Linked DNA regions of Mus musculus: regions 1 and 2 are each linked to region 3. A link is a contact called in public HiChIP or PLAC-seq data. All regions are on one chromosome and are shown on one strand. The core of a region is the stretch at or near the end of the contact, and the rest is flanking DNA. Distances in the headings are between cores, read along the strand shown.

Evidence for each region. HiChIP or PLAC-seq counts read pairs in DNA pulled down with a chosen protein or histone mark.
Region 1: an H3K27ac HiChIP or PLAC-seq map of embryonic stem cells shows a contact between it and region 3, with 5 read pairs. The contact joins the promoter of Akr1b8 here to the enhancer-like site in region 3. A contact is called at or near these places in 6 of 39 promoter capture datasets (the 3T3-L1 cell line, the HPC-7 cell line, cranial neural crest and 3 more), 4 of 115 datasets of contacts at active chromatin or transcription factors (embryonic stem cells, extraembryonic endoderm stem cells and pancreatic cancer cells) and 2 of 9 other capture datasets (adipose tissue and liver).
Region 2: an H3K27ac HiChIP or PLAC-seq map of embryonic stem cells shows a contact between it and region 3, with 5 read pairs. The contact joins two enhancer-like sites.

Annotation. Positions count from the first base shown.
Region 1 is chr6:34,352,078-34,356,029 of GRCm38.p6, forward strand. Akr1b8 (aldo-keto reductase family 1, member B8) reads left to right here and starts at 2,069. Exons shown (of 10, transcript NM_008012.2): 1 at 2,069-2,219. The coding sequence starts at 2,154.
Region 2 is chr6:34,329,995-34,334,273 of GRCm38.p6, forward strand. No RefSeq gene overlaps it. Among named protein-coding and RNA genes, the nearest start is that of Akr1b3, 15 kb to the left of the region's middle. Within about 2 kb of position 2,042, at least 13 of the 459 cell types and tissues checked have an H3K27ac peak or open chromatin away from gene starts, as enhancers often do. A contact at or near this core is called in embryonic stem cells, where this site is marked.
Region 3 is chr6:34,715,811-34,719,679 of GRCm38.p6, forward strand. All of the region lies in intron 3 of Cald1 (caldesmon 1), which reads left to right. It overlaps Gm38787 (a long non-coding RNA gene), which reads right to left. Exons shown (of 3, transcript XR_868972.2): 2 at 1-1,115. Among named protein-coding and RNA genes, the nearest start is that of Gm38787, 15 kb to the right of the region's middle. Within about 2 kb of position 1,606, at least 104 of the 459 cell types and tissues checked have an H3K27ac peak or open chromatin away from gene starts, as enhancers often do. A contact at or near this core is called in adipose tissue, embryonic stem cells, liver and 2 more, where this site is marked.

The DNA.
Region 1 (3,952 bases), core at 819-3,318, 360 kb before region 3:
CAAACATGAGAGCCGATATGAGAGAGCTTGCTGCATTTTTAGAATAAATAAACGTAGCTTCTTCAACCCAGTTTGGTGTTGACGCTTGTGCTTCCGTTTTACTTCCCTTTATGGACTAAAATCTCCTATATTTAGCGTCTTCTCTTTCCAAGTGTCAATGGGATTTCAATGGGGTAGGAGGGCATGAAAAATGTCATGGTATGAGTTCTGCTTGGTTGTGACATCTCCCTGAAGTTTGTCACCCCCCGAACTAATTTATTGGGTCCTCAGTTACAGTCAGCATTCCTAAACTGCCCGTATTACCAATGTCCTTAGCTGTAGAGCCTACATCGTGGCTCAGTCTCTCCTGAGAACATTAAGTTGTACGCACACTGCAACTTTAACAGTGCTGACTGTAAATATTTCTAATCAGCCTGTGAACCCCTTCAGTCAGTTTCCCCAGACATTTCAGTTCCTCTCTCTGTGCTGTTCTGGAGACACACTGAAGGTGGCTTAGGCATACACCTGGCTACCTGCCACTGTCCCTGGGCATCTGTGGGTCAGGGCTTCCATCCTGAGCTTGCTATTTCTGCCCTAGGCTCACCTTGGAGACCAGAGCTCCTATGATCTGGGACTTCTTGAATCAGTGAGGTATTCCAGTTACACCCCAAGGTTATTGCTGATAAGTATTTCAATATTGGAAAATGATAATTTTTATTCTCTTATAACTCCCGTAAAATCTTTTGTTTACTCTGATTTTTCTGGTTTTTCTTTCTAGAGGACATGCATTAGTTTTATAATATCAATAAAGTAAAAGTCAAGAACATTTACATATGATTCTTGAAAAACTATAAACATGGAGGTGAGAATGTATTATTCTATAAATGACTGAAAATTGCCATTTTGAAAAAAAATCAATTTTGACCTATACCTTGTGTGATAAACTGAAATAAACTTCATTTGAGTCTATATTCCTACTTCTAAAGATCTATCCCCAGGGAATGAGGCCCAATGCTTCACTGCAATGATATTTCTTGAAATATTATTTATACACAATAGAAACCAGCTGGAAATCAGCAAGAGACCTAAGAATAGTGGAAATGGTAGAATAAATTACCATAAAATAGAATGCAACGTTAAAATGTTTAACATAAAGGCAATTTTGAAATGACTCACTATAAACGTGTAGAAAAGCTAGCCTTGTGGTGTCAGCTTTGGAAAATGTGGTGCGGTGCATAGAAGCTGACACAGGCTGAGAAGAGCCCAGGAAACTGCACCGGGCAATGGCATCCGAGTGACAGAAAAGGATGTTTATGCTCGCATCTTTCTTTTTCATGCTGTCCTTAGTGAAACAGAATATAATCACAAAAGTCTGGTTTTTAAATGTAAGCAAAAAAAATGTAAAAGCTCACTATAATTATACAGTTAGACAACTTGTCAAATTTCAAATTCAGAGAGAGGGGGGATAGAGAGAGAGAGAGGGAGAGGGAGAGAGAAAGAATATTATCAAAGAAAGGTCTTAGTGGTTAACAGGGGAAATTTGCTTTTCACAATCTTCCATCAATTAGATGAGTAAAACTTAAACAAACAAACAAACAAAAAGAGGGTCAGAAAACACTCTCTCCTCTCCCGTTCCCTCCCCTCTCTCCCCTCCCCCCTCCTCTGCAAGCGCCCCTGTCATTGATCTTTTGTGATCAGCAACAGTTAGCTCAAAATAATTTATGCAGCCTCCCATTTTGCCTCTGAAAACTTTTACTTGCCTCAACCTCATGGAATACCTACAGGCTCCACCGTTCTCCACACACTGTGGAAACCCATACATATTCTCCACACACTGTGGAAACCCAAACATAGCTAGCAATATAGCTCGAAGGATCTTTCACCCCATGCGCCTAAGGCTCATACACCTCTAAGTAGCTCTACAAAGTAATTTATATTCTGCATCAGGGAGATTTCCCTCTGGTTTATGACTAATCTTTACTCACACTCTTAAAAGCTTACAAAAGACTGGGATGAACTTCCGGTTCATTGCGGGAGGGGGGGCGGGGGCGGGAGGGGTCTGGGCGTGGCGCTTGCAGTAAGAGCCGGCCTCTTCATCCAGGACGTTAAAGCCTCCATCTGTCTCATTAACAAGGACACAGACATCTGCTCTCAGCAAGATTTTGGCAGCAACCATGGCCACGTTCGTGGAACTCAGTACCAAAGCCAAGATGCCCATTGTGGGCCTGGGCACCTGGAAGGTGAGTGCGCAGTCTTGGGCACCTGGTCTTGGCATTTCCTCTTCTTTTTATGACATCTACTGGGAGTTTGGAACCCTAGAGACAGAACACAAGTTGGTTTTGCCTTTTGTGCTGTTTCAGACCTCAAAGCTCTGACAGACTTTTTCCAGCAGAGATATCCCTGTGAAGTGTCAGGTTTCAAGTTTTCCCGAACTTGCCAGTTACCCTCTTAACAAGCTTTCTTCTGAACTCATGAGACACTTAAAGTTTTATAAGTTTTGGCTGGTTTGAAGCAGGGCAGTGGTGGTGCATGCCTTTAATCCCAGAAGTTGGGAGGTAGAGGCTGGCGAATTTCTGAATTTGAGGCCAGAGGCCAGCCTGGTCTACAGAGTGAGTTCCAGGACAGCCAGGGCTGAGTTATTCAGTGGCAGGACACCAAAAGCTCCAAATGACCTAGCTCTGTTTGGTGGGGGAAAGACTCTGCAGCTTGTGGCCTGGAAGCCTGGGGGAAAGGTGGAGTCTCAGACCCTAGCACAGGCTACTGGCACCTGCACCTTACCAAGACACTACACCATTTTCTGAGCACATCAAACTAAGCAGGAAGATGACAGAGCCTGAGCTCAGATCCTGCCTGGCAGTGTGCTCTCCTGGAAGAATGCTCCAAGGCCCTTCCCACTTCTGTTGAGACAAGTCTGACATTGTTCCATCTCCTAACTTTGTCCTTGGGTTTATTTCCTTTCGTGATAACAGGACAGTGGTCAGCTAGTTTCCAGGAGCTGTCTCTATTTGATTTCTGGCGACTGGGAGTTACACTTCAGTTTAGGCTGCCCTAGAACTTATTCTATAGCTTGGGTTGGCCTTGAACTTGCAATCCTCCGGCCTCAGCTTCTAGAGGTTATCACAGGTGTGAGCCACCTCCAGGAGGAGTTGTTTTTGGAGTCCGAGTCTCTTGTCCTGGTGGCTTAGCCTCTGTCTCTCGCTTAGCCTCTGTCTCTCGATCTTTGCACTGTCTTTTTCTTCTGATCATGGGACAGAGGTGGGGCCTCTCTTTGATTCAGCACTGGGTTTAAAACCTCGAATTTGCTCCAAATTAGACATTTCACTTTCTACCAAGCTGTCAAGCACTCTGACCAGAAGTAACCCACAGAAATCCAAAGATTAGACCGAGCGCTTGACAAGGGAGTTGTTGTCAAGATAAGGAGGTGGTATCATAGAGGGAGAGTCTGCTCTTATCTGAAGGAATGCTGGCAGGCAAGATTCTATTGGAAGGCCCAGGTACTTCTGAACCGCTAGGGGTCACTTCTGATCCCAGGGAAGCAGGCTATCTCTCTGGAGCTTTTCTGTGTTTGATGCTTAACCAAGATATTTCTAGATTTGGTGAAAGAAGAGTAGTTTTTTGTTCGGCTGGTTGTTTTGGTGATGAAAGGCTTTTTCGTATTTATGTTTTATTTTGGGGACAGCTATGTGCCCCAAGCTAGCCTCAAACTCAAAATCCTCCTGTTTCTCAAATACTGGGACTACATACACGGGCCACCATACCCAGTAGTTTGGCTTTCTGCTTTAAAAAAAAAAGTCGATTGTACTTCATTCCTGAGCACAGCTGCTGTGTGGTCAAGTCTGGATTTACCATAAGACAACCATTCTTCACATTCTTATCACGGTCTGGGGCTGAAGTCCTCTGGGTCACTGCAGAGTTAAGTCTGGCTTTCAGCAACTTGCAGTGGCAGGCATCTGTCACCCCAGAAACAAGAGCT
Region 2 (4,279 bases), core at 792-3,291, 390 kb before region 3:
GAAGACCATGTGCCTAGTCCCAGAGTGACTTGATGTGTATATAGGGGATAGAGAGGGGGAGTTCTTCTGACAAGGGGAAGGTAAAATGTAGGGAGAACTTGCATGAGGGGGTACTAGGAGGAGGTGAGGAAGGGCTGATACTGGGTTGTAAAGTGAACAAATAAATGTAATAAAAAAGATTTTCCCACTAATTATAGTCCATTCAGAGGCTTAATAAAAAAATTTTAACTACATTGATTCTCTCTTCCTCTCCTATGTATGTGTATGTGCCTAGCTGTGTGTATGTGTATATATGTAGGTGAGCATGTATATATATGTATGTGAGCATGTGTATATATGTATGTGAGCATGTGTATATATGTATGTGAGCATGTGTATATATGTAGGTGAGCATGCGTGTATATATATATGTGAGCATGTGTATATATGTATGTGAGCATGTGTATATATGTAGGTGAGCATGTGTATATATGTAGGTGAGCATGTGTATATATGTATGTGTGTATATAGGTCATAGGACAGCTTGCAGGAGTTTGTTCCTCTTTTTCCCCATGAGGAGCTCTGGGATCGAACTCAGAATGTCAGTCTTGGTGGCAAGTGCTTCCATCCACTGAGCCATTTTGCTGACCTAACCTCATCATCCTAGTGTTGATGATGATGATGATGTGTATGAGAGATTTACCTGCATGTACATCTATATGTGTACAGCATGCCTGCCTGGTGTCCTCAGAGCCCGGAAGAAGGTGTCAGATCCCTGGGAACTAGAGTTACAGATAGTTGTGAGTTGCCCTGTGGGGTGCTGGAAATTCGGTTTCCATCTTTACCTTTTTCTACGTTATAGGAAGCAGCCGTATAAACTTGTAAACACTCACTCGACTTTTCTTTCCATTTGTCCATTTTTCAGACCGTGTCTCACTATGTAGCTCTGACCTGTTTGGAAACTCATTACGTAGACCAGGCTATGGACAATTGAAATACACTCCCTTCTAGAACGTTACTTTACAGTTTGCTTCATCCAGTTGCAAGATTTCTTATTCACTAAAGAAATGAGGCCAAGAACAAAGCTTCCCGCTTTCCTTCCTGGAGGAAGCAACTCTGGGATTTGGTGTGTCTAACTTGAGATAGAGATGGTCAGTTTGACACAACCTAGCATCTTAATGACGAGTTCTCTAGAGAAGCTTGGCCTGTGGGCAGGTCTCTGGGAGTGAGCATCTTGATGGTTAATTGATGTAGGAAGACCAAGACCATGTGTGTGGCACCATTTCATAGGCGAGGCCCCAGAAGGGGAAACCTAGCTGAGCGCTAAGCAGTAACCAAGCAGTAACCAAGCACACGTTCATTCTTTTTCTGCTCTTGACCTTGTTTTGTGTTCCCACCTTGGCTTTCCCACAGCAATTGGCTGGAACCTGGAACTGTAATCCAATGGACTCTCCACGCTACTTTTAAAAAGAATATATTATCCCCAGCAACATAAATGAAACCAGAACAAAGACTTTCAGTCTCCGTGGGAGAGCAGTCCCTACTGTCCCTGGAAGTCAAGGCTCAGGATGACCTCAGTGAAGGCTTGCTGCCAAGCCCTGATAAGGCCAAAGGAGAGCAAGAAAAGGAACTGAGATAGAGTCTTCAGTTGCTGAAAATAGTCAGGTGTATGAAACCTCTGCTAGGCCTATCTGTGTTTATCACGAAGTCTGGCTTTAGCGAAGAGCCTTGCAAAGCTGATTTAGCGCAGACCTCTCTTCCTCAAAACCTGGTCACACTCCTTGCCTTGCCTGACCATTCTCACACATCGTCACACACGTCCTTATACCAGTTTAGCTATGATTCACCTCATCTATGGTATTTTCCTCTTAGTAACTATCTACCCACCAACCCCTGTGAGGAGCCGCCCTCACATTCGCCATTACAAGATGGCGCTGACATCCTGTGTTCTAAGTAGTAAACAAGTAATCTGCGCATGTGCCAGGGTAGTTTTCCACTCCTTGTGCTCTGCCTTCCCCTTGTTGACAACTCGGCTGATGGGCTGCAGCCAATCAGGGAGCGACATGTCCAAGGCGGAGGACAATTCTCTTTAAAAGGGATGGGGTTTTGCCACTCTTCGCTCTGTAAGCTGATGCTCTCACTCTCAAGACGCATTAAAACTTTACTGCAGAAGGATCCTGTGTGCCCTGTCAATCCTACTGGCGGGAGGTAGCGCGGGACAAACCCCCACACCTCACCTTGGTTTTAAATTCCTGCTTGCCCATGCAGGATTTAGACTTGAGCCTTGAGCCTCATCTCTCCTCCACTGGAGTGCCCAGAGGCAGGGGTTCTGAAAACATTCTTCCTTGTGCCTTAGTAACTACCCTTGACTGATTTTCTTTTTTTTTTTTTCAGCAACACTTAACTTCATTCTGTGGATGGGCACTAGTATGGTAATACCCTGGGTGTGCATTGCTAGGCAGGGATCACGTCAGCAGTACTGCCCTGTAGAGGTGACCACAGGATTGCCACTGGAAGTGGGTGGCAACGGCTCTGTGCCAGTGGGAGGGATGAACACACGGGCGGTTACTGGAGCTATTTATTTTCCACATTCAATTCTCAGTAGGCAGCAGTAATTTCTAAATGCTTCCCTCACTTACCTATGCTAAGAGAATTTTTTTGAAAAATATCTTTGGTCTCCCTGGGCTAAAATTATGAACAGGACTTTGGGATAGCTAAGCAAATGGGATGGAAATGTTTAGTGGAACCTAAAGAGGAAGGAGAAGCCGGGGATAGAATCAGCTTCTTGACCAGCTTTCCTTAATTTGGATCATTCATTCATTCATTCATTCACTCACTCACTCACTCACTCACTCACTCACTCACTCACTCATTCATTCATTCATTCATTGATTCCTTCCATCCCTCCATCACTGAATATGTATGTATACATGTCCTTGTATTCAGTTTGATAAATGAATAACACTTTACCATTTTAAATATAACATTTATAAAAATACTAATGCGCACAGTATCTTTTGTCCACAAAAAGTTACGTGATTCTCTATTTCCTGCAATGAGATCCATTCTGAGAAATGACACTTTAGACGCTATGCAGCCGCATTAACCAGTTGGCTTGCTACCTTAGCAATCTCTTTCAGCAGATTCATGTCCGGACTGGAGAGGTGGCCAAGGTCAGGGGTGCTAGGTGCTCTTACAGAGGACAGATTCAATTCACAGACCGTGTCGGGTGGTTCATGACTGCCTGGAACCCCAGTTCTAAAGTGACAGTCTCTTCAGCCTGTGCCCACCTGAGTGCATACTGGCAGATAGAAATATATACATGTACACTAAAAAGATTCATGCCTGATAGAGATAAAACTTAGAGCGCGCATCACTGCTGACCTCAGGAGCTTCTTAGAAGACTTATTCACTCACTTGAAGAGAACGTTGATGAGAATTTTTAACATCAAAATTTCCTTGGATTTTTTTTTTTTTATTGAAAACTCACTGCCTTGCTGGTCTTCCCCTCTTAACCATCAGGTTGTGATTCTCACATAATCCTAATCAAACTCTACCCTTCTCTTCTATTAAGCCTTAAACTAGACTTAAAATTCCCAGTGGATTTCCTGCTTTTGCCCTTGATCCCTGAATTGACAATAAGACTCTATGGTCTTCTAACAGGAACAATAGATTGTTTGATGCTATGCTGAGGACCCCATATGCTACAAAAGTCCTTCTCTTAACATATCAGCATCACAGACTTTAGGTCGGAACATACTGTATGAGAAAATTGTTTTTAATAATTAAGCTCTTGAAGTATATACAAGTCACTTAAATCAGATATCGACAGCAAGAAAAGTTCAGGTTTTTTTAAAACTAGTTTTTAAAAAGAACACGAAAGTAAATGAGTTTAGGAAGTTTAATACTCCAGGGAACGATCAGAGGGCTTCATCTTCCAGTAACCGGATACTGCACGGTTATCCACGGACTGGCTGATCGAGGACTGGGCCAGAGAGCTGGCTGATTTTGTAAGATTATCTGGATGGTTTATTTTTAGGTGAATTAATTATTTAGTCATTCAGGTGAATTAATTATTGAGTCATTGGTGATAGGATGCTGCCAGGAGTACTGAACTTCTAGATGAAGATTAAGATGGTCTCACTATTTAAAAAAAAAAAATCAGAACAATCCTTTTGGAGTTTGATGCACCTACAGGTTTTGATTGTAGTGAAATCTTTTATAGCCAGAGCATTGCAAGAGCCAATTCTCCTTTTGGTTGTAACACTGTCAAAAAGTTTCTTGACAAGCCTTTAGCAAA
Region 3 (3,869 bases), core at 356-2,855:
TAGCATGTTAGGAAGGGAAACACTGTATGCATACAGCAGTGGATTCTACCGAAGGCAGCAAGCAAATCACACCCCTGTGGGGTTTCCAGGGGAAGAGAATGAAGTGACCACTATTAATCACTGAGTGAATGATGGTTTAAAGTGTCTCCACACAAGCCCATGTGTTGTACACTTGGTCCCCAGCTGATGGTTGCTGTTTTGTAGGATTACGGAAGCTTGAGGAGGTGGCGTCTAACAGGTCACCAGGCAGGGGGCTGGGGTTGGGGTCCAGGTTTTAGAGGATAGATCCTTGTCCTGGTAGTTTCCAGTTGCTCTCTGCTTCCTGTCCACCACAAGGTGATGTGTAGAACGGCCTTTTCTAGCTCTCACCGCCATGATGTTTTGATGGAACACACGTAGCCAAGCAACCGTGTGCAGAAGACAGTGTGAGTCAGAAGTTACACTTCTTCCCTGAAGGCTACAGCCATAAGAAAAATACCAGCAGCGGATAGGTTGCTAAGTTCACTGTGCTCTGCCTTCTCCACCTGTGGAAAGGCTAGCGGAAGCTAAGGGAACTAGTCCCCACAGCAACGAATCCCGGTGGAAGCTTCAATCAGTATACCACACCCCTGCTTTTGATTCTGAGCATCCCATTTTTCAGAAACCCCAGAGCCCCCGAGGCTGGGGCAAATGCGGTGGAATTGAGTCTGTGATTGACCTGCATTCATTATCATATCCCACTTTTCAGAAAGTCAAGAGTTCTTTGTCTCTGGTTGTACTTGCTTTGTTTAGTTCCCACTAGGAAGCAGGTCCCACACAACTGTCTTCAGGACAAGTCCAGTCTTCAAGGACATTTGCTAAACACTGAGGCAAAAAAAAAAAAAAAAATAGACTTCCTCATTTTTCTTATTTGTCCTAAATGAGGAACACCAGGAAGGAAAGAATGTGGTAGGATGTAAGATGTGTTTGTCAACCAGGGCCGCCAGTTCTTAAGTACTCTTGACAGATGAGCAACATGTATGTTAAGAATCCCGAGACTTGACCATCCTGAAAATCTTGGGTTCCAGTTTATCTGTTTATTAACAGTGTGCTCAGAGAGAGGTACTTAATGTCTGTGAGTTTCTTACTACATTCATCTACAAAAAAAAAGAGAGAGAGAAAAATGACTGTAGTTAACACAACTTCTGATGTTTAGTGAGAGTTCACAAGGCAGGAGGGGTGGGTGGTTAACTGTGAGAGCCATTTGAGGGAGTTAGTACATAGAAGGTGAGTGGGTTGCTAGGTAATCACAAGAGCAGGGCCAAGTCTGATGGGGTGAATTCGTTTCCTGGAACTTCCAGGGCAAAGTAGAAAGGCAAATGGGTGGCTTAGAAAGACAGAAGTTTGTTAGAAGTCTGAAAGTAACATCAGTGGGGACTCACTCTAGGAGACCACTGGGAAGGGTCTGTCCTGGCCTCTTCTAGCTTCTGATGGCCCTAGATGTCCCTTGGCTCATGGCCTTGTGTCTCAGTAGTTTCACATGCCATTCTGGATGTCTCTTTCCATTGCCCTCCCCCCATGCATGTCTGTGTTTGTGTTCAGAGGACACCAGTTGTACTGGATTGCATACCACTCAGATGACCTCATCTCCACGTCCTTACATCTGCAAAGACCTCCCATTGAAGTCACGGAGAGGCTTAGGGTTAGGAGATCAACAGAGCTCTGTGGGGAATGCAATTCAGCTCATTTGTAAGTGAGCAGATCTCCTAGAATTACATGACACTCAACAGGCCCAGCCAGACCTTTAAAGTTTGCTAATGTCCCCACAAAATGGGCAAACATCTTGCATCCCAGAGGGGGCTATTAGCTAGTCTCTTGAGTATTTCCTAACCACAAAAGTTCCCTAGTCCTAAGAACAGGAAGGGGCTTTTCTCCTGAAATGAAGGACACCCAGAAAGAATTTGTTAACTCTGTTAACTTCAAGGCAAAGAGTTGTACAGTCCCAGATAAAGCTTAGGTCTGCAAAGTTCACGCTCTCTGCTCTGGCCCTGCATACTTCTTAAATGTCCGACCTTACTTAAATATGCGCTTTGATCTCTCCTGGGTCTCAAGACTGGTGAGTTAAAGAGAGACCATGTAAAAGCCCCTACCCCAAAGAGCGGAGATATCTCTGTTAACCAACTTCTCCCAGGAGGCCTGGGATGCTAAGGAGTATGAGCCCCACTCAGAGCTACAGTGAAAACTCCCAATATCCTCAGGCTTAGGAAGACTACAGGAACACAGCAAAGGTGAAAGTGAGCATATGAAAAGAGAAATTTAGAAGAGAGGACATTTTAAGAAGTCAGCTAGACTGAGTGCCAATACAATGTAACCAACCTTCCAACTGAACATGCTACAACTGCTCCTTAACAAAGCAGAGCTGCTCAGTCCTTAAATTGAATACTGTATCGGTTTCCTGGGGTCACTGTTACAAATCACCACCCACTAAGTGGCTTAAAAATGATAGCTGAGTGGTCCTTCCACGGGTGACTGCCCTTCTGTGGATGAGCATAGGATACACCCAGACATAGAAATATTATCCACTACTGAAAAAAAAAAAGGCTGTTAAGTCATGGGGGAAAAAAAAAACTTGTCTGAAACTTGGACAAATACTATGAAGTGAAAGAAATTGGTCTGAAAAAGACCAACATAGCTTTTAAGCATACATTGATCTGTAGAAGCCAAGACTAATGGAGACAGAAGTCATTGGTGAGTGCCAAAGCTTGGGGGAGAAGGAAAGAGGCTTAAGAGGGGCCAGTGAGCAGAGTGCAGGAGGACTTGGGTGAGGGGTATATACTGGAGCTGTGGGGGCAGGTTGTTCAAATGCACAGACAGCATCAGGTCCAAGCGCTGGATAACCCTGCTGTCTGCTCGTGCAACACATCGCTTGGTTTTGGTTTTGAAGCTAAGGTGGAGTTTAAGAAGAAGCTGTCCCAATACATATCTAAACCCGAGCCTTAAGGGGGAGTGAGGTGCTTGGTTAAGAAGAGAATGGTAAACACCCAAGACCTGGTTGCGGGGTTATGGAAAGAGCAATACCTGCCTGGGTCTGTCAGATGTTCCAGATGTCCTTCTAGTTGAGGAATGCCTCTGGTTGGGGAGGCTATGAGCCTGGGGGACCGGGGATGTCTGAGAAATCTCTGCCTTCTGAGTTGTTCTTGAGACGTAAAACTACAAAGCTAGATCTTTAAAATAAGTCAGTTACTAGGCACAGTTGGCTCCTCTGGAGAGCTGCCTCCTCCTGTTTGGCCAGCAGTCTCTCACATTCCTCAGCTTGTAGAAGCGTAGTCGCCCTGATTGTCTTCCTTAGGTGGCTTTCTTGTCACATCTCTTCCCATGGTTTACTCCCTGCCCGGATTTCTTACTGGATTAGAACCCACCCTGATGACTCTGCCTTAAAGCCTAATTTCCAAATAAGGTCACATTCTGAGGTACTGGTAGTTAGGTTGTCAAATCAGGTCCTGGGGAGGTCAGGATGCATGACAAATACTGGGAGGCCGTAAAACTTTAACATGACATTTCATAGCTAAGTTCTTCAGCTATAAGTGGGGTAATTACTGGGTCTGTTTAAAATGCCAGCTGGCTGGACCAATGTTGGAGCAATGGGGATAGCTGGAGCTTTTCCTGGCACCCCACTGTCTAAAACCATCCCAGGGAGACTTAGGACCAAGCACCGGGCCTGGAGCTCTGACCTTGGCTCCTGCATGAGGTCTGGTACTGAGCCAGCCTCAAAGAGGCTGGGGGAGGGGATTCGCCTCTTCCACTTTGGGGCATGGGGAAGACAAAGCTCTCTGATGTTAAATTCCTGTCTACGTGTTAATGAGAAGTGGCATGGATTAAGAAAGAGGTAGAGAAAAGAAGAGATGAAACGC